Regions from separate parts of the Mus musculus genome. Here regions 1, 2, 4, 5 and 6 are each linked to region 3. A link is a contact called in public HiCAR-type, HiChIP or PLAC-seq and promoter capture Hi-C data. All regions are on one chromosome and are shown on one strand. Each heading gives the region's core, a stretch centred on a gene start, on an enhancer-like site or on the middle of the called end of the contact. The rest is flanking DNA. Distances are from core to core; before and after follow the strand shown. Region 1 overlaps Arl15 (ADP-ribosylation factor-like 15). Region 2 overlaps Arl15 (ADP-ribosylation factor-like 15). Region 3 holds the start of Ndufs4 (NADH:ubiquinone oxidoreductase core subunit S4). Region 4 overlaps Arl15 (ADP-ribosylation factor-like 15). Region 5 holds the start of Mocs2 (molybdenum cofactor synthesis 2). Region 6 has its middle 62 kb from the start of Gm34790.

What was found. Promoter capture Hi-C pulls out the DNA fragments that hold promoters and counts their contacts. HiCAR-type assays count read pairs that join an accessible place to other places. HiChIP or PLAC-seq counts read pairs in DNA pulled down with a chosen protein or histone mark.
Region 1: an H3K4me3 HiChIP or PLAC-seq map of embryonic stem cells shows a contact between it and region 3, with 2.5 times the contacts expected there. The contact joins the enhancer-like site here to the promoter of Ndufs4 in region 3. A contact is called at or near these places in 7 of 39 promoter capture datasets (the 3T3-L1 cell line, cranial neural crest, embryonic stem cells and 2 more), 3 of 115 datasets of contacts at active chromatin or transcription factors (double positive thymocytes, embryonic limb bud and embryonic stem cells) and 1 of 9 other capture datasets (adipose tissue).
Region 2: a promoter capture Hi-C map of second pharyngeal arch cranial neural crest shows a contact between it and region 3. The contact joins the enhancer-like site here to the promoter of Ndufs4 in region 3. A contact is called at or near these places in 3 of 39 promoter capture datasets (the 3T3-L1 cell line and second pharyngeal arch cranial neural crest), 5 of 115 datasets of contacts at active chromatin or transcription factors (the SCID.adh cell line, bone marrow-derived macrophages, embryonic forebrain and 1 more) and 1 of 9 other capture datasets (adipose tissue).
Region 4: a HiCAR-type map of astrocytes shows a contact between it and region 3, with 2.8 times the contacts expected there. The contact joins the enhancer-like site here to the promoter of Ndufs4 in region 3. A contact is called at or near these places in 3 of 39 promoter capture datasets (the C10 cell line, the HPC-7 cell line and hippocampal neurons), 6 of 115 datasets of contacts at active chromatin or transcription factors (astrocytes, bone marrow-derived macrophages, embryonic forebrain and 2 more) and 3 of 9 other capture datasets (adipose tissue, embryonic stem cells and macrophages).
Region 5: a promoter capture Hi-C map of liver shows a contact between it and region 3, with 2.6 times the contacts expected there. The contact joins the promoter of Mocs2 here to the promoter of Ndufs4 in region 3. A contact is called at or near these places in 15 of 39 promoter capture datasets (3T3-L1-derived adipocytes, the C10 cell line, the HPC-7 cell line and 11 more), 1 of 484 Hi-C or Micro-C datasets (CD4 T cells), 2 of 115 datasets of contacts at active chromatin or transcription factors (astrocytes and stem cell-derived neural progenitor cells) and 1 of 9 other capture datasets (pancreatic islet).
Region 6: an H3K27ac HiChIP or PLAC-seq map of extraembryonic endoderm stem cells shows a contact between it and region 3, with 5 times the contacts expected there. The contact joins the enhancer-like site here to the promoter of Ndufs4 in region 3. A contact is called at or near these places in 7 of 39 promoter capture datasets (the 3T3-L1 cell line, HPC-7-derived erythroid cells, cranial neural crest and 3 more), 1 of 15 datasets of contacts at CTCF or cohesin (the NIH/3T3 cell line), 1 of 484 Hi-C or Micro-C datasets (the 3T3-L1 cell line) and 3 of 115 datasets of contacts at active chromatin or transcription factors (extraembryonic endoderm stem cells, heart atrium and stem cell-derived neural progenitor cells).

What each region holds. Positions count from the first base shown.
Region 1 is chr13:114,046,823-114,049,576 of GRCm38.p6, reverse strand. All of the region lies in intron 4 of Arl15 (ADP-ribosylation factor-like 15), which reads right to left. Among named protein-coding and RNA genes, the nearest start is that of A430090L17Rik, 100 kb to the left of the region's middle. Within about 2 kb of position 1,281, at least 11 of the 459 cell types and tissues checked have an H3K27ac peak or open chromatin away from gene starts, as enhancers often do. A contact at or near this core is called in embryonic stem cells, where this site is marked.
Region 2 is chr13:114,009,938-114,012,930 of GRCm38.p6, reverse strand. The region is part of intron 4 of Arl15 (ADP-ribosylation factor-like 15); the gene reads right to left. Among named protein-coding and RNA genes, the nearest start is that of A430090L17Rik, 140 kb to the left of the region's middle. Within about 2 kb of position 1,695, at least 47 of the 459 cell types and tissues checked have an H3K27ac peak or open chromatin away from gene starts, as enhancers often do. A contact at or near this core is called in second pharyngeal arch cranial neural crest, where this site is marked.
Region 3 is chr13:114,386,760-114,389,717 of GRCm38.p6, reverse strand. It overlaps Ndufs4 (NADH:ubiquinone oxidoreductase core subunit S4), which reads left to right and starts at 1,624. Exons shown (of 5, transcript NM_010887.2): 1 at 1,624-1,759. The coding sequence starts at 1,662.
Region 4 is chr13:113,916,772-113,919,541 of GRCm38.p6, reverse strand. All of the region lies in intron 1 of Arl15 (ADP-ribosylation factor-like 15), which reads right to left. Among named protein-coding and RNA genes, the nearest start is that of Arl15, 120 kb to the right of the region's middle. Within about 2 kb of position 1,266, at least 56 of the 459 cell types and tissues checked have an H3K27ac peak or open chromatin away from gene starts, as enhancers often do. A contact at or near this core is called in astrocytes, embryonic forebrain and hippocampal neurons, where this site is marked.
Region 5 is chr13:114,816,869-114,819,635 of GRCm38.p6, reverse strand. Mocs2 (molybdenum cofactor synthesis 2) reads right to left here and starts at 1,399. Exons shown (of 6, transcript NM_001113374.1): 1 at 1,313-1,399. It overlaps Gm34790 (a long non-coding RNA gene), which reads left to right and starts at 1,412. Exons shown (of 3, transcript XR_382937.4): 1 at 1,412-1,702.
Region 6 is chr13:114,754,619-114,757,401 of GRCm38.p6, reverse strand. No RefSeq gene overlaps it. Among named protein-coding and RNA genes, the nearest start is that of Gm34790, 62 kb to the left of the region's middle. Within about 2 kb of position 1,526, at least 4 of the 459 cell types and tissues checked have an H3K27ac peak or open chromatin away from gene starts, as enhancers often do. A contact at or near this core is called in extraembryonic endoderm stem cells, where this site is marked.

The DNA of each region.
Region 1 (2,754 bases), core at 32-2,531, 340 kb after region 3:
GCGGCTGGAAACATGGCTCAGTGGTTAAGAGTACTGGCTATTTTTCCAGAGAATGCAGGTTCAGTTCCCAGCACCGACATGGTAGCTAGCACACAACCATCTGTAACTGCAGTTCTCTCAGGTACCCTCTTCTGGCCTCTGTGGGCACCAGGCATGCATATGGTACACATACATATATGCAGGCAAAACACTCATATGCATTGGAGGGGGAAAAAAATCATAGCTGTATGTCCAGAGTTCAGTGGCAAACCAGTCCTGTGCCACAAACCAGGATAACTGTAATTTGGGTGAGAAAGTTAATAGACATCAATACCAAGATGATAGATGTTAGACTTCCTTGACAGGGATTTCTCATCAGCTACCACTAAAATGTTTTCTCTTTTGTTTTTGGTTTGAGATGCAGTCTCTTTATGCAGTACAGCATGAACCTGAACTCATAATCCTCCTGCATCAGCCTCCTGAGTGCTGGGATTGTAAGTATGGGTCACTATGTGTGGCCACAAAAGAGTCTTGGCAAACAATGAGAAAGATTCATGACATATACTGAAAAGAAAGACGAAGCTGTCAGGAAGCAGGACAGTAAAACCAAGCATCCCTGTTAGAGCTGAACTGTACAGACGTGAGGTCAAATCCCCCTGCACACTCTCAGAGGAAAGCACTGTGATTCAGTTCTCCCAACAGCAATCGCCAGGACTCACTCTGAACAATGAAGAGAAAATGAGCAAGCCCTGTGAAGCCAGTGAAAGCCAGGACCAAGTCAGGGACCAAGGCAAACAGCAGCCACAGCTCAGAAACCCAGGGGACAAAAACATCTCCCTTGTTTGCATCTGGAGCCCAAGAAGAAAAAGGGAAAGAGGGTGGGGAGGGCTCCTCTCCACTCAGAGAAATAATGGCAGAATAGGGCTAGCCTAGCATGCGTGCCGTCCTGGGCTGGGGCATCCTTAACTTCAAGAAAAGGAAAGCGAGAAACAGTGAAGGAACATTCCCCCCATTTGTAAAAGCCTACAGATATAAAAGGCTGTGAGAAGCTGGAACAGCCAAGACACCGAAGAGAAATTGTATCTTGACACACTATAATCAAGCTTCTTAAAAAAAAAAAAAAAAAAAAACCTTTCAGAGAGGGCTGAATGGAGCGAGAGGGCTGCCACCTCAAGGATAAATACTTAAAGGACCCCACATTCCCAGCAGAGGCCTTGTGAGCCGGAAGGAACTAGCACGACCTGTCCAGGCGCTGAAAGGAAAAGCCTTTCAACCGGCATCTCACTCCTAGTGAAAACAACCTTCAGAAATGAAAGGGAAACAAGGACACCCTCAACGAAGGAGGGCTGAGAATGTGTCACCAGTGTGTCACCAGCATGCCTGTCCTGAAACAACGACTGAAGAAAGTTCTAGAAACAACAGACATGGTAACTGATACAAGCTGGGACGTTAGGAAGAAAGAAAGAAAGAAATGAAAACATGAATATAAACAATGCACGCTTCTTTCCTTCGGTTAGACTTTGTTTATGAACAAATCCAAGCCATCGTGGCCTGAAGTGTCCTTCAAGCAGCAGATAGGAAGCCACCTTCATGACTGAGGAGAGAGATATAAGGAAATGCTGGAGGGCAGAACAAAGGGCTCAGTTTTTCTGAATGATGTATTTATTTTTAATTTACATCCATACATTGGTGTTCTGTCTGTCTGTCTGTCTGCGTGAGGCCGTCAGATCCCCAGGAACTGGAATTACAAGCAGCTGTGAGCTGCCATGTGGGAGCTGGGAACTGAACCCTGGCACTTGGGAAAAGCCACGAGCACACCTAACCACTGAGCCATCTCTCCAGCCCCATAAGGGCTCAGTTAACCTGGACTGGAGCCCGAATGGCAGCACCTCCCACCCCTTCCACTCCCCCATCTGAAACTGCCTGAACCGCCAGAGGGGATGTTTCAGGCAATCACAAGCCTGGTTGATATAGAAGCTAACACTCAGAAAGAAGGCATTCTACCTTTCATTAAAATTAGGCAAACACTGACAAATAGATGTATAGTATCACAGCTAGAACACACTAGAAAGATCCTACAGTAGATGGGTTTAAAGCATTTAAGGTGAATTGAAATAAACTTATTTAAGATGGTGAAATCACTCCTGGGAAGACGTGCAAAACGAAGCAGCAGAACCTGGAGGGAGGTGAGAGTAAAAACACATCGTGAAGTGGCTGCTGTCAGCCCATCACAGAAAGCTAGCAACAATGAGGAGCTGATGAGGAATCTCAGGGGTATCACAGAGATTTACCCACAGGAAAAGCCGACTTGGGGGTAGGCATACACCAGACCAATCCCGGACCCTCATTCTGATGTTTATTGTAAAGGTTCAAAAAATGTACCTGTGGGAACTGTGATGGGTACATCAAGTGTCTCTGAACTACATTTAAATAATTCTCTAATATACATATGTAAGTGTGTATGCATGTATGTTTATATGTATATGTATATATATATTTACAGTTATTCTTTTTTTTTTATTTATTTCATATATGTGAGTACACTATCGCTGTCTTCAGAAGAGGGCATTAGATCCCTGTTACAGATGGTTGTGAGCCACCATGTGGTTCCTGGGAATTGAACTCAGAACCTCTGGAAGAGCAGCCAGTGCTCTTAACCGCTGAGCCATCTCTCCAATCCGCAGTTATTCTCTTTTACAAATATTTATTTTTACATGTGTTTGTATGTGCTTGTATGTGCATATGTATTTGTAGATATCCACCGGAGCTGAAATT
Region 2 (2,993 bases), core at 446-2,945, 380 kb after region 3:
TTGGCATATAGGGCCATAGATACCGAGACCAAGGTCTAAGCCAGAACTGGTGCCACACTGATGGGAAGACGAATCAACAAATACACAGAGAGATGCCTCCAGACAGGTACACACACACAGACTACAGGATGACGCAATCTCAGAGGAACCAACGGATAGGACAGAGGTTTTGTTGTTTGTTTGTTTGTTTTTTGTTGTTTTTGTTTTTGATAAAAAGAAATGAAGAGCTTGACTTTCCCAAAAGACAAGAGAACCACTTTTTAAAGGCTCCCGAATTTCAGAAGTGGAAAGTTAGCGTCAGTCAGAAGTAGGAGTGGATCTTACACACACTAGAGAAATAATACAGACTCTAGAGGGAGAACCAGGGCAGGTGACAGTCATGGCCTTCCCCATCTGCCTCCCTATGGATCTCAGTCTGCCCTGCATGAGTCTCCTGGAGCAGACCCCATGGAGACAGACATCTTCTCTGGAGTTCCTAGAAACCTATGCACCATTTGCCCTTAAAACCAAAGCCCAGTAAGGCCAGCAACTATTGAAACGTGGCAACACGGTCGGCAGAGGGCTGGGCAGTGGTTTAAAGTGAGTATACTGTAATCTATCTGTCTGTAGAATGCAAGAAAGGATTAGGATGGTCTAGAAAAGCAGACAAGTTTTGGTAATGGTTGCTTTTATGACAAGAATGGAACAGCAGAGCTATTAAAAAATGGACGTCATGTGAATATAATCCATCTCATAAAATACTGGAAATAAACTGCCTCACTGTGTCCTTTCTTAAAGGATCTATGCCAGTTATTTGGCTCCTTGTATTGAGTCACAAGTCTCCCCACAGTGTGTATGGTACAGAATTTAGAGCAATTTACTTGGGGTTATGGCAATTTAGGGCTTGTCCTTACTTCAACCCAAATAACAAAAAAAGTAACGTTACTTTTCAAGCTATTTCATCAAACAAATAAAGGCTAAAACCACAGCATTTGGGACTTGGATGAGAGTGACTATCAGGTTTTACAACTGGTACCTTCAGTCAGGTTCTAGATCAGGAAAAAAAATTGAACAAGAAAATGAATACAAAATAAGGGGAGTTAACAGAGGAAAGGAGCTGGCTTCAGAAATGAGAATGGGAAAGGACACATTCCTTCCCCGGGATATGAACAGAAACAGCTGGAAGGGAACACGGAGGCCAGAGGAGCAGAGGCTGGAGATGGTGAGGCCCAGCACCTCGGGAATCAGCTCCCTGAGCTAGTTTCTCTCAAGTACCTCGCCTTGCCTGGTAGATGTCTAGTTGGGCAGCCCTCTCTCCTTCGTGCTCCTAGGTACCAGTCGAAGCATTCTGCATAACTGCAAAAGGAAATTCCCCATACACAAAGTCTTAGATGCTAGGAGTAATAATAATATAAAAAAAAATAATACACTAAGCTAAAAACTAAACTGCTGATAATAAACATGGTTCCTTGTCGGGGGTTCCTGGGGTGCAGTGTGTCAGTGAGTGCAACTGGCAACATCTTCCAGGGGCAGGGAGAGGTTGGCGTTTCTGTGGCTTGACAGACATTCCCTAGGAAATAGGAGGATTTTGTAGTTGGGTTCCACAGCGTTGCCAAACTGTTGGGAAATGCACAGCAGACCTGGAGAACACAATGAGGTCCCTGTGTTCACTAGACCCTCCCTCTGGAGCATCAAGCAGCAGCCCTGCCCCAGGAGGCTGAGAGGTCACCGACTGGGAAGGGATGCAGCTTTCTCACTGGGTACAATCGGACCAGAGAGGAGCCAATCCTGGACAGAACTGCTTTTTCTCCCGTTTCTGGTGTGGAGGGGCGCTGATGTGTAATGACAGACTCCAAACTCAGTACCGTGAACTCACGTCTCCCGATGTTTCTCTTGCGACTGTCGAAACGAGTTAGAACAACTCATTATTTTCTTCACCCAAAGGGCTTGCCTGCTACTTCTTGTTTTTATCTCAATTAATTTCATATCTGCTGGACTAACACAAATTACCACTTCCCTGTCTTGCACTTTTGATTTAAAAATAAAGCTAATCTGGGAGGTGTTTAAAGCTTTATTAATATTTATATGGCCATTAGAGGTGGCTATGATGCTAACAAGCTTCTTTTTAAATTAGCATTTCTCCCTCCACTGCGCTCCTCTGGGCTGGGACATTCCTGTTCTGACCGCACCATTTTTAACATTTTTCTTAGGGCACCAGCGGAATCTCGGAGGGTCACAGAGAAGCTGGTTTGGGTTTTCCCACCATTTATCTTGCCCACTCTGCGGAATGAGTCAGGCTTGTATAATACATTTCTTTTTCTCGAGCTCTGTCAGAAGAAATTCAGAGGTAGCATTCTGACTCACAAATGCAGACATACTATGTGACGATCATATACTAGTCTGGCCGATTTACTGGGGCCGATGTGGGCAGTATTCCCCTATTGCTATAAACAAGAAGAAAACTGAAGACAATCACCATTGGTTTATCATAAAGGGAGCTATTTCTATTATGTTCGGTTGTGGCTTTTTTGCCACAAGAGTATATGTTCACCTGGTATCTTTCACGTATGGCCTAAAGCCATGCTGGTCACCCTCCAGCTACTAGTCAGATCCAACTTTTGAGCACTTAAAAAAGCATCAGAGAGCGTCTCGGAGCCTTAAACAGAGAGAAAGAGCAAAGACAGCAGTTTCTAACTATGTTAATGTCAGTGTTACAGGATTTATAATGCCAAGTTAAAGTACAATTAACGAGTTATTTAAATAATAAATAACTAAACGAGTTTCACTTCTGCTTCTTATTTTCATGTGATTATTAGAATAATGATGAACAGTATGGCTCCCGTTTGGGTGCCTGCATAATATTTGGACAGCTCTGGGTAAGACGAACAAGGAATATGAGTCAGAGTTTTAGGAGCCAGCATTAGTGAGACGCTTGCTCTGCTGGATGCTCTGCCTGCATGACTTCCAGCATCACAGCAAGGCTCACAGGCTACACCTCCGCCTTTTGATAGGCG
Region 3 (2,958 bases), core at 375-2,874:
TCTTCGTCCCTACATTGGCCTTAAAAAATATTATAATAAGGTGTCTGGCTTTTCCGAGGATGAGCTGAGCTAGAAAAGGTGTTTAGTAGAAAAGAGGGGAATGTGTGACTTCTGACCCCATAGTTTTGATTGCTGAGCTGAAGCAGATTGGGCAAATGCAAACATCCCTGCAGAGGGGGACTGTGGTTTGGATCAGAGTCCTACTAGGAGAGGCAGGGAACATAATCAAATTCTAAATACATTTCAAAGATGGAGGCAAAAAGAGCAACCAAGGACCACCCTAAGAGGCTCCGCTAGACAGCTCAGTGGTAAAGTACTTGCCACCAAACCTATGACATTAGTTAGAATGAGAAAACTGACTGTTGAAAGCTGTTCTCTGACCTCCACATGTGCCGTGGCACCCATTTGTATGCATACATACATAAATAAGTACATTAAGAAAGAATCATGACAGGTATTGTGAATACCCAGGCCAACGCTATATCAATATGAAAACTAATGTTCTCCCATCAGTGTTGGGGTATCGTTTGAGAAACAACGTTGAAGACATTAGTGGATGAAAAGGTCTGTGAATACTCTGGAGGCTGAAGAAGGAGGGTGGTAAGTTGAAGTCTAGCCTGGATAACATCGAGAGATACTGTCTCTTACAAGAAACAAAGAAGCTAGGAATGTAGATCAGTGATGAACTGCACACCTGTCCCTGGATTTGACATCGCAGACTTGGAAACAAAAAGAAAAGAAAAGAAAAGGTTTGTTGAAGCACTGAGGAGCCAGGTGCGATTAGATAGGACACTTAAACCTGGTTATCGTTTATAATCTTTGCTTTTTGTTACTTTTAATGGCCATTGGAATGGAATGGGTGACAAATGGAAGGGATGATGGAGATAGGAAGAATAATCAAGATGGCTCCGCCCCTTTTCCGGGTGGGGCGCGGGGGGGGGGGCGAGGTGTTTGCTTGGTAGTTCCAGTGACAACCTTCCATACTCTACCCTCAACCTCAAATCAAAGGCTTATAAGAGCAGATCACCAAGCCTTTGGTACCTGTATGCTAGGTAGGCAAGCACTCTACCAACTGAGCTACATCCCCAGCCCCCACTAGATTTCATGTAAATCCATATGGTCTTTCTTTCTTTCTTCCTTTTTTTTTTTTTGCGAGGCTAGCTTTTTAGTGTGGAAAATATGATTATTATAACTACAGACCATCAAACTGAGTGCAGCCTGTTCTGAAGGCTTGCAAACGGAATCTGGCAACACTTTGGGAAAGTACTACTTTAGTTTCTCAAAGACTCAAGAAGCCCTCCGGCTCTTCCAGTGGGCCCAGCCTCAGATATTCCGAGTTCTTTGAAAAATTATGAGTTACAGGTGTTTACATTTTTCGAAGCGTTTTCTTTTGGGCTTCTCAGCCTCAATGTAAATGACCAACCTTACTAACAAGGATTACTTTCTATAGAGGCATCATTTGCATTCACTGAGTCCTTTCATCCATTTCCCTCTTTAGTTCTTTCAGCTAGAACTTTAATTTCTTTTCTAGGTCCTCAATCGCAAAAGGAAAACAAACAGAACATGCCTCTGTTTCACTGCGGCCGCATTGCTTTGAGAACGGAGGAAGTGAGTCCCTAGCGGGGATCCGTACTCGCATCCTGGCGTTTGCCTACAGGAAGATGGCGGCGGTCTCAATGTCAGTGTCGCTGAGACAGGCGATGTTGGGGCGAAGGGCAATGGCTACAGCTGCCGTTTCCGTCTGTAGAGTTCCATCCAGGTAACATAACTGTCAGCCTTGTCGAGCTATTCATTCAGGGTTCCCAGGTCGCTCCACTTTGGGGGAGGCTGGGCCGGCTGGGCCCCGGAGGCGGCCTTGGGAACGCGTCCTCCCTTGACCCTTCCTCGGGATGCGGGGACCGACGCTGGTTTCCGGCGAGGCGCCTGCGGGGCCTGGGGTTCTGCAGCTGCGGACGGGCGAGGGTCTGTGCGGAGGAGCTGTGAACTGGATCGTGGCTCCTGAGAAGGGGAGGAGTCTGGGCGACCTCTCTCCCAATGTCCTACATCCCTTCCGCTTGTCACCTGCTTGCCCCATTCCAGCCTGAAAGGGTAAATCCCTGCTATCCTTTCCCTGGCTTTAGTTAATATCGGCTGGGCTTCCAAACAGAAAGGTTGTTGTATTCATCATTGTGCATAAGAGGAAAACTTCTCAGGACTTCAGAGTTTATAGCAATATCCATCGGAAGGTTACAGCGTACCTGTTTTTTGTCTTTCTAACCAGTGCGTTCCAGTCTTAAGTTCCACCACGGAGCTACGCTCTCAGGCAGCAAGGTGGCTTTTATTTTGATTTGTTTACTTCGTTTGTTTGTTTGAGACAGATCACACTATGTAGCCCTAGATGCCGGAAGGTTTCTTGTGGTGACTGCCCCCTCCCTTCCCCCCCGCCCCCCTCCGCAGCATTGCTCTATTTTACGTAGTCTCTGTTTTCCTGGGTGTATAAGATACTGGGTTTTATCACTTGTTTCGAAGTTTGCTCCTGTGAAGAGTGGCCTTGTATTGACAGCTGCATGCTGTGGAGACTACATTCAATGTTCACAGTGAGGATGGGTCTGTAAGGGGTGGGAAGAATGTGGTACAAAAAAAAAAAAAAAAAAAAAAAAAAAGGAAAAGTCTGGCACACTGGTACAAGCCTTTAATGCCAGCCAGCTCTGGGGAGGCAGAACCAGAGGCGGCTGGATCTCTGTGAGTTCCAGGACAGCCAGAGCTACTTAGAGAGACCCTGTCTCAAACAAGACCAAACCATTAAATACCTTTAAGAAAGAAAAAGGGAACTAGTATCTATCAAAATGCTTGTTAAATTAGTGTTAAGCTCAATACAGAGGGAATACAGAGTTAAAGTGAGCTGGTTGGAACTTTTGGAGACAAATTTTGATGCAGTTTTAAGTAGTGGTTGTTTTGTGGGAAAGAAAAGGTTGCCCT
Region 4 (2,770 bases), core at 17-2,516, 470 kb after region 3:
TGTCCGCAACTCTTCCTCATCCCTTAGGCTCCTCGTGACTAGACATATCTCTGCGTGAGTATATATATATATATGAATGACAGACAGCACTACACAGCTATGACTGGCTGCTTTGGTCTTTGTTTGGGGAAACAAGGCTCACTCAGCTCTTCCCATGTAGTTCCTCTGGACCAGCTTCTGGAGGGCACGGGGACTGGCCCCACTATGTGAACCAAATTACCATAAATCCTAAATACAACATGAAGTGTGCGAGGCTGCAGGATGGCTCAAGGAGTAAAGATGCTGGCCACCAAGACGAAGGACCTCAGTTCTTCCCCATGTGGTAGAAGTGAGGAGCTAACTCCCACGAGTTCCCTATCTTCTGGCCTCTACAGATGCTGTGCCACGCACACATACTAGATAGGTAGGCAGATAGATACATAGATAGACAGACAGACAGGCAGATTTTGCCCAAAGTTATGCAATTTCATCTCCATGCTCTCTTTAAAATCCAAAACACAGCAACTTTATACCCAAGCCCACCAAAATCTATGTCATCTTTTGATTCCTGTCGGTGAGCCTCAGACACTGACAGATGACAACTGAGCGATAACACTCTGCTCTCTTTCCTCTTCCATTCCTCCCCAGAGTGTCAGCTCTGTCCCATGGCTGAGTCACACAGCCTGTAATGTCACCCAGCATGACAGTGCCCTGGGCTCGCTCCACCACTGTCCAGAATTCCCCAGCTCTGTAGTCCCCACTGCTCCGATGGAGCCCAAACTAAATCTGAATGATAGAGAAAGCCTCCTCCCTCTTCCAAACTTAGACTAGGGGGAAACAGCACCGTAGAAGAGAAACACTGGACTCGTAGTACGTACAAAAATATATATATATATATATATATTTGAAACCTATCTCAGAAACCTAGGAATACATATGTATTGAAAACAAGTGGCATGGTTCACAGAGAAAGTGTTATATTTTGAGCCAGCTCCAGAGAACTTTTAAGTACGTGCCATTTCAGAGCTGGGAGGAATGTTCGTGCTTTGTAAATCGGCTCCCCAAACTGTACAGAGTTTTCATTTGTTTCTTGTTTTAAAACCTAATGAAGCTTTGGATCTTATAGTCAATTTACTTAAAATTACTCACTTTGGCCTCTAGACTATACTGTACCAAAGGTCACTGGGTTTGTCTCCTACAGCAGCCCTCGCATTGTTAAGAGTAAGCCCCTTTCATGGCTGTACAATGCGAGACACAATGCTGTCGGCAGTCCTGACAGCGAGCGGCAAACTCGGGCTTCATTCCCAGGCCAGACACTGCGGCATTGTGTGACTCTGCTCGAGCCCATAAACCTATCCGTGCTTCAGCTTCCCCATGATTAACCAGTAACATTTAACACTATCTGCCACTTCCTTTCTTCAGGAGGATGTTAGCAGGCATGAGTTCAATGCTTTATGCTCCTCAGAAAGGCGCCAGATGGACAAATAACTGCTCGCCGTGATGCTCATTTTCCTAAGGTATCTTGGCTGCCAGTTAGCTTCTCTGGGCAAGGGTCTGGCAGCCCAACACACAGCCCAGCTTGGAGCCCCTTCTATCAGCGCAGCGCAGCCCCTCATATTCCCAACCCCGCCCCAGCTCTCAATCCAGGTTCTGCACACAAAATCCAGGGCCCTGGGCAACAGGAAGCAAGGAACAGATCAGTGTGAATTGTAATCCCACTCTCACGGGTACCGCTGTCACCGTCTCCCATGCCTAGACTGTCGCAGCCTTTTTCCACGGGGTCAATTATTACTTGTTCCTTTTTGAAAAGAGGAAGGAGGTCATGTGTATTGAGAATAAATTATTTGAGAACAAATAAAAGGTTAAGGGTAAAAGCAGGGCTTTGGATAAAAGTCTGGTAGCCAGCCCGGCAGCCAGCCCTACAGTTAAGATCCTCAGGGTCTTAAGCTTTGCCCGTTTTTGTTGGGAACAGGGTTAGACAGTTGGCAGATGCAGCGATGCCGAGAACACAGTAGGTACTTGTTGGCTGTCTGCATAATGAACCAGCGCTGCAAAGTCCTCATTTGGCATGTAGCTATGGACTTCATTGGCCCTTGAGGACCCCAGCTATCCTCTGAACCACGCAGTAGTCCTTCAAACACTGCAAACACTTGACCATCTTACACTATGACCTTGGTCTTCCCTTCCCTATCTACTGGCTGAGCCTCTGTTTAAAGTACTGTTGGGAGGGCACGTCTTCAGCCTCCTCTTCATTCCTTTGTACTATATACACTGCCAGTGCTGCAGGTAAGACTCCTGTGTGTGTGTGTGTGTGTGTGTGTGTGTGTGTGTGTGTGTGTGTGTGTGCGCGCATACGTGTGTGTTTCCCCGATTGAATTTACCAGCCGACAGAAATATGCACTCGGACCCAAGGATAAATCTATTTTTGGTTTCATTGGTAGTTTTCTAAAAGTTAAACTTTTATAGATTCTGTAGGTGGCCAGGCATCCAAACAGCCAGAGAATTGTCCTGGCACCACATATTTCTGGATGAGAAGCTGGCTTGCTGAAAAGCCCTGCCCTGGCATCCAGCCCCTGCCCTGCCAGGATTCCCTACCATCCCGTGGCATGAAATTCCCAGCCTTGTGGGACATGGCATGTGTTTCAATCAATGCTCTGTTTTCCACCATGAATACAAGATTTTATTCTGTGCACGATTCCAATTTGATTGAAGCTCTATAGTTGCTGGAAAGTTTCCTCCAGTCGGCTTCAGGTCTTCCCCCAAGCCACACATACACAGCCCAAGCCACGGT
Region 5 (2,767 bases), core at 150-2,649, 430 kb before region 3:
TATCTATGGTGTTCCTTGTGGTACTTGGATGTTTCTAAATACCAGAGTTTTAAATTTTCAAGAATTTTAAAAGAACTAGTACTCTTGTGTGAGAACACACATACGCACACTCACACGTAATTTACACATTTTAGAAACCTTTACATGTTCATCATATGCACTCTATAACGTTAGCTACCCAGGATGGAGACTCTCTAGCTCCTTCCACAGCTCTGACGCTTTGATTTCCTGTGGCACAGAAATGGTCTCCGAGCGAACTCCGGCTATTTCAGCACTTTTTGCAAAATACAACACGTCAATCTGAAAGGAGAGAGGATAGTCTAAATAACCCGCACCAAGAAGGCTCCTCGCTCCCCAAATGCAATGGCTCACAAAACTTCAGTATTGGCCTGGTGGTGGTGACACATGTCTTTAAACCCAGAACTGGGGAGGCAGAAGCAGTCAGATCTATGTGAGTTCAAGACAAGCCTGGTCTACCAGAGTGTAGTTCTGGAGAGCCAGGACTACACAGAGAAACCCTGTCTCGAAAAACATAAACAAACAAACAAAACACTTCCATATATCTATAGATTCATATTTGAGACAAACGCTTTAAAATCACTTCTGATTTCTGCCTACTGTTCAGACCTCTCACAATCTCAAGCTTGTGTGGCAGCATTAAAATCCTACTAAATTTCCTTAGAAAACATGCTAAGTCTGACTTGACACGGAATCGATTCTTCCATCAGCCGCGAAGCAGAGACAGAGGTCTGAGTCAGGGGGTGGATTACACAAGTAAATTAAATAACCCAGTCAGCAAAGGCCTAGCTTTCATTTCACAGTGGTCAAATGACCTTTGATTCCGTCCTACATTACGATTGAGTTACAAAACACAGAACATTTGACATGCAGCAAAGCAAATGGGCTTGAATTACAGGATCAACTGGTAGTTTCTAGGCCAAACCCGTGTAATCAGCCTGGGAACTAAGGGACCTGACTGTGCACAAGGTCTCACCTGTCACTCAGTACAACTCGGTCTCTCCACAATAATCACGGCTGCTGCAAACTATCCTGAGCCTGTCAATCATTGGGTGATGCGCATTTCCTCACAATAATTCCTAACTAGGAGCGTTTTAATTTTAAAAAGTGTCAAAATAAATCATCCGGAATGGTAGGGAAAAAAACCGTCTAGGTAATCGGTCGTGAAGGCCATGACCTGGACACCAGAGTTCGGGGACAGAACTTGACATTCAGCGAGCAGCAGGCGCAAGACCCGGAACCCGGGAGGAGTTAGAGAGGAAGGGGCGCCCCAGCCGCGCGAACCAACTCTTACCTGGCACCTAGGAACCATCCCGCTACACACCGCGAAGCCAGTTCTCCAACCCCTAGAGGCGCCGGTGACTCAGAGCGCATGCGCAGCCGGATGCTCCACCTTCTGGGTGGTGCTCAACCCCGGGCGTGTGGACACTGCGCCTGCGTACACTTCGCTCCGCCCCGCCACGCCTCCTGCACCCACAAAAGTTTACTCTGCTTTTGGATCCCAGTGCTGCGACCTCTTGTGTGACCCGGCAGGGTGGCCTTCCCCAGGCTAACCTATGCGGCCCCTCCATCCAGTGTGGGATCCGGGTTCTTATTCGCAGCGTGGAGACGGTATCTGACTGTCACTTCAGTGTTTTAGGCGCTCAGGAGTTTCTGAGCCAGCGACCCCATCCAGACTTCCTAGGTACACATCTCTGCCTTAGTTGTCGCGTGGGTACGTGGATTTAAGTGGCCCTCGCTGGGCGCTCAGTCCGGGTTAACCGTAACTGTGTTCCAACTGTAATCTTAGTAAAAACCTTACCTTTCAGTTGAGAGTGGCGGGGGGCGTGGCTGGGTCACCTGCTGTAGGAAGTCTCACCGAGGAGATTCTTGTGCCAAATACATTTGCCAAAATAGTAACAAATACGGAAGGAAAGGACATTTCACGTTCTGTGTCAAGCTATGGGAACGTAAAAATTGGGTAATAAATTTCCAGAAGGAAAATAGTTGGCAAGATGGGTGTACTCAGTTCAAGGAAGAAATAGAAATGCAGAAGGGGAAGGGTGGGCAGAGGGGAGTAATAAGCCCGATTATGATTTGCATCAACATTTATTTTGATAAGGTTGCTAAACATTAAGGTTAAATATTTATGTCCACATGCTGTTAGGTAAACGAGGAAACTGACAGTCACTCTGGGCTCCTGGGTCGTTTCCAGTGACAGCAATGAGCAATATCTTCAATAGGCTAAGAAACAATGCATAGTTCAATGTGGTTTTGCAAACAAACTGGTGCATATAAAGGCTAGAGCCTATCATTCCTGCTTGGGGGCGGAGAGGGCAGGTGGGACCTCAAAAATTGCCTAAGAGCTCTTCCTAAAAACTTCCTTTGGTGGACTCAGAGATGAGACAGGGTTAAGCCTGTGCTAGGCTGCTCTGCCAGAGGACGCAGGTTCAATTCCCAGCATCCACATAGGCGGTGCTCAGACACTCATACAGGCAAAACACCCACACACATAAGAAATAAAATCTTAACAAGGACAAAGACAAAGCTCAATAATGTTTTACTCTATTCAAATATTAAAAATCCAATTATGAGACCATGACATCAGGATAATGCCATTCATTTTGAAAATATCCTCTTTATTCTACAAGATTCTTAGGGCTGAGATGTTGCTTAGTGTAAAGTCACAATCCACAGCACTGAACAGTAAAAATTTTTAAAATTCTTTTACAAGTTAAAAGAAATAATGTTTTCAAATGGCACACATTTT
Region 6 (2,783 bases), core at 277-2,776, 370 kb before region 3:
TTACCAATATCTCCTCATTCTCTGGCATTCAAGTTTTAAAAGCTAATTCTATGCCAATAGGGATTTAAGGGGAATATTTAAATTATGAGAAATGAATTCACCAGTCTTTTCCATCAAGTGTCTGGGACTCATATTACCATACTTGGTCTCTAAGCTCATTTAAAAGCTGTGATCCTTTCTATCTGGCAGGGTTTTGGGATATAGACATGATCTTGTTTTCAACATGGAATTGGGAGTTGGGGGAGCTGCTAAGTTACCGTTCCCACTGAGTTATGTGTAGAACCATTTGGTCAGTTTTCAATCTCTGACACACTTGTCTTCTAGATTTGACATTTAAACATTAACCTACTCAGACCTGTAAGTTGGAGAAAGCCAGTGACGATGCTCTTGGGGGATTCGTGTTTGGTGCCTCTCTCTTGTGACTGTGTGTTTATGCTGAAGATGCTTTTTAGTTACTTGAGCTAGGGTGCATCTTAGAAAGTGTTTTTCTGGCCACAGACAGATACCATCTGTACTTAAGTAAACGTGGAATTATTTGTAAGGGGGAAAAGATTATTAGCACCAACTGAAAACCAAATGTTCCTAAAGTGAGTCCTTGGAGCAAATGACGGAGGGTTCACAGGGTTTCTTGGAAACGTTTACAAGACGCAGATAGTTTACCTAAGTCATTGGCATTGAGAGACCACTAAATATTGCTTTAACAATTCTTAATGATTTTAATCGTCAGAAATTATAGCTTACACACACACACACACACAACTGGGTGGGAAGGACAGTATATGTGCTTTAAACATACATACTTAAATTGTAAAAAATATTTTGTGTATCTACAGACATTTTTACATGGCATACAAAGGGAAATGTATAATTAATTCTTTTTCCCCTATTACTGCAATAATTACAATCACATAGATTTTCATAGAAATTTTTTAAAGCTTTTACTATTTTATCCATTGAGGGAAATTAAGCTATGTGTACAAGTTAATCCATAGAAAAGCAGATATGCCTCATGTTTAATTAGTTCTATGTTTGCAGAATTGCAGTCAGTGCAGAATGCAATGTAAATGAAGTTAAATATCAGTTTCCCTTGGCCATTACTTGAGAAAACCACCCAGTAGTGTTGTATGCCAGGGATGTGTGTCAGAGACAATCCATCCTACAAGAACACATGTTCCTGGGAGGCAGCATATACAGCATGTATTATTTTCCCTGTGTACCTTTTTAACAGACAGCTATGGACTTTGATAAAATTTTCAAAATAGATTTCTTGATCAGGTGAGGGCTAGAATGAATGTTCCCATAGACACTGTGTGATGGCACAGAGAAAAGGAGACAGTTATCAATCCCTAAACCCTCTGGGTAAAGGGAAACGATTGTTGGATTTGAGCTGGGCACGATGTTCTCTGCTGCATGTGATAATGACTGTCTGAGGTAGGAAAGAGTGAATCAAGCAGAAACCATGCCTATTGTACTTAGACGTCCTCCCTGTTCACCTCCCTGCTTGAAGATAATGAAAATGGGGTGTGGTTGGTGCTTGTGGAAGGATTTCAGTGTTTTACACTGCTCATTCCTGCCTCAGAGCACGTCTCAACCATATCTGTCTGGTGTTGTTCCTTGGGTAAACAGCGGAAAGCTACCTCGGAAAGCCTCTATTGGCAGCCCATACAGAGATTCTACCTACATGTGATCTCAGTTCTCCTTTTCAGTTCACTGACGCTGAGATTAAGAATCTCCATGCCTATCAGTGAAGGAGACTGTTAGGACATTCTGGGAATTTTTTTCTTTCATAGTAGCTTTAGGAAATGTTCTTAAATCGCCACTACTGGAGCAGGCATATGGCCACTTCTTAAGACTTCCCAAGAACGTATCCTTCACAGTACAAATGAACCAGTTTCTAAGAGGACTGTTAGCTTTGGATTGGAAGCAAAACTTCAATTCTGATCAATTTCCTTGTAAAGTTTCCAACGTTACCTAAATGCTAGTTTGGCTAAATATCTGAAGATGATAGAACTGATTACAAACAAAACTCTTACCATTAATAAAGAAAGAGCTAGGTTTATTTATTTGCTTTTCTAATGACAACCAAAACCCATGATGTGAAAGAGCCTTGCATCTTCTCATTCTTCAATAAGCTACTTCACTCAGGTCCCAGATCTTATGTGTGGTGTCTATTTTAAAAGCCTCCCCAACCTCCCTATTACAGGAGGACTCATATTCTCCCTAAAATCCAAGGTCCTAACCCCAAATGCAACTGTGTTAAGAGATAAGATCTTTAAGGAATTATTTACCATTAAGGGAAGACATAATTGGTAGGGCCCTAATTTAGAAGGTATCCTTACAGGAAGTAACTCAAATTGTCTCTTAACACCTCTTCTCTCTTTCTCTCCCCCTCTCCTCTCCTCTCCTTTCCCCTCTCCTCTTCTTTTGATGAAAGATGTAAGTAAAGTCATGGGAAAACACAGCAAGAAGAACCAGGAACCAACTCCTATGACTTGTGGATTTTGGCCTGGTACCCTCCATGGCTACGAGAAAGTGAATGTTGCTTAAGCCATGAGTTTTGTGCCTTTGCTGAGGCGCCCTCATCAGATGCTCCTCATTGACAGGATGTGTGTGGCCTCCTTCCCAGTTTTCACATCACTGTGTTGATTTCCTTTACCACATTTATCACAATTGGTAATGGTTATTGCAATGCATTTACTTTGTCCTCACCATCAAGATAAAAAGTTCTAAGATCACTATAGATGTTTTATGAATTGTCTGTGGGGAACAGAGAAATGCCAAGG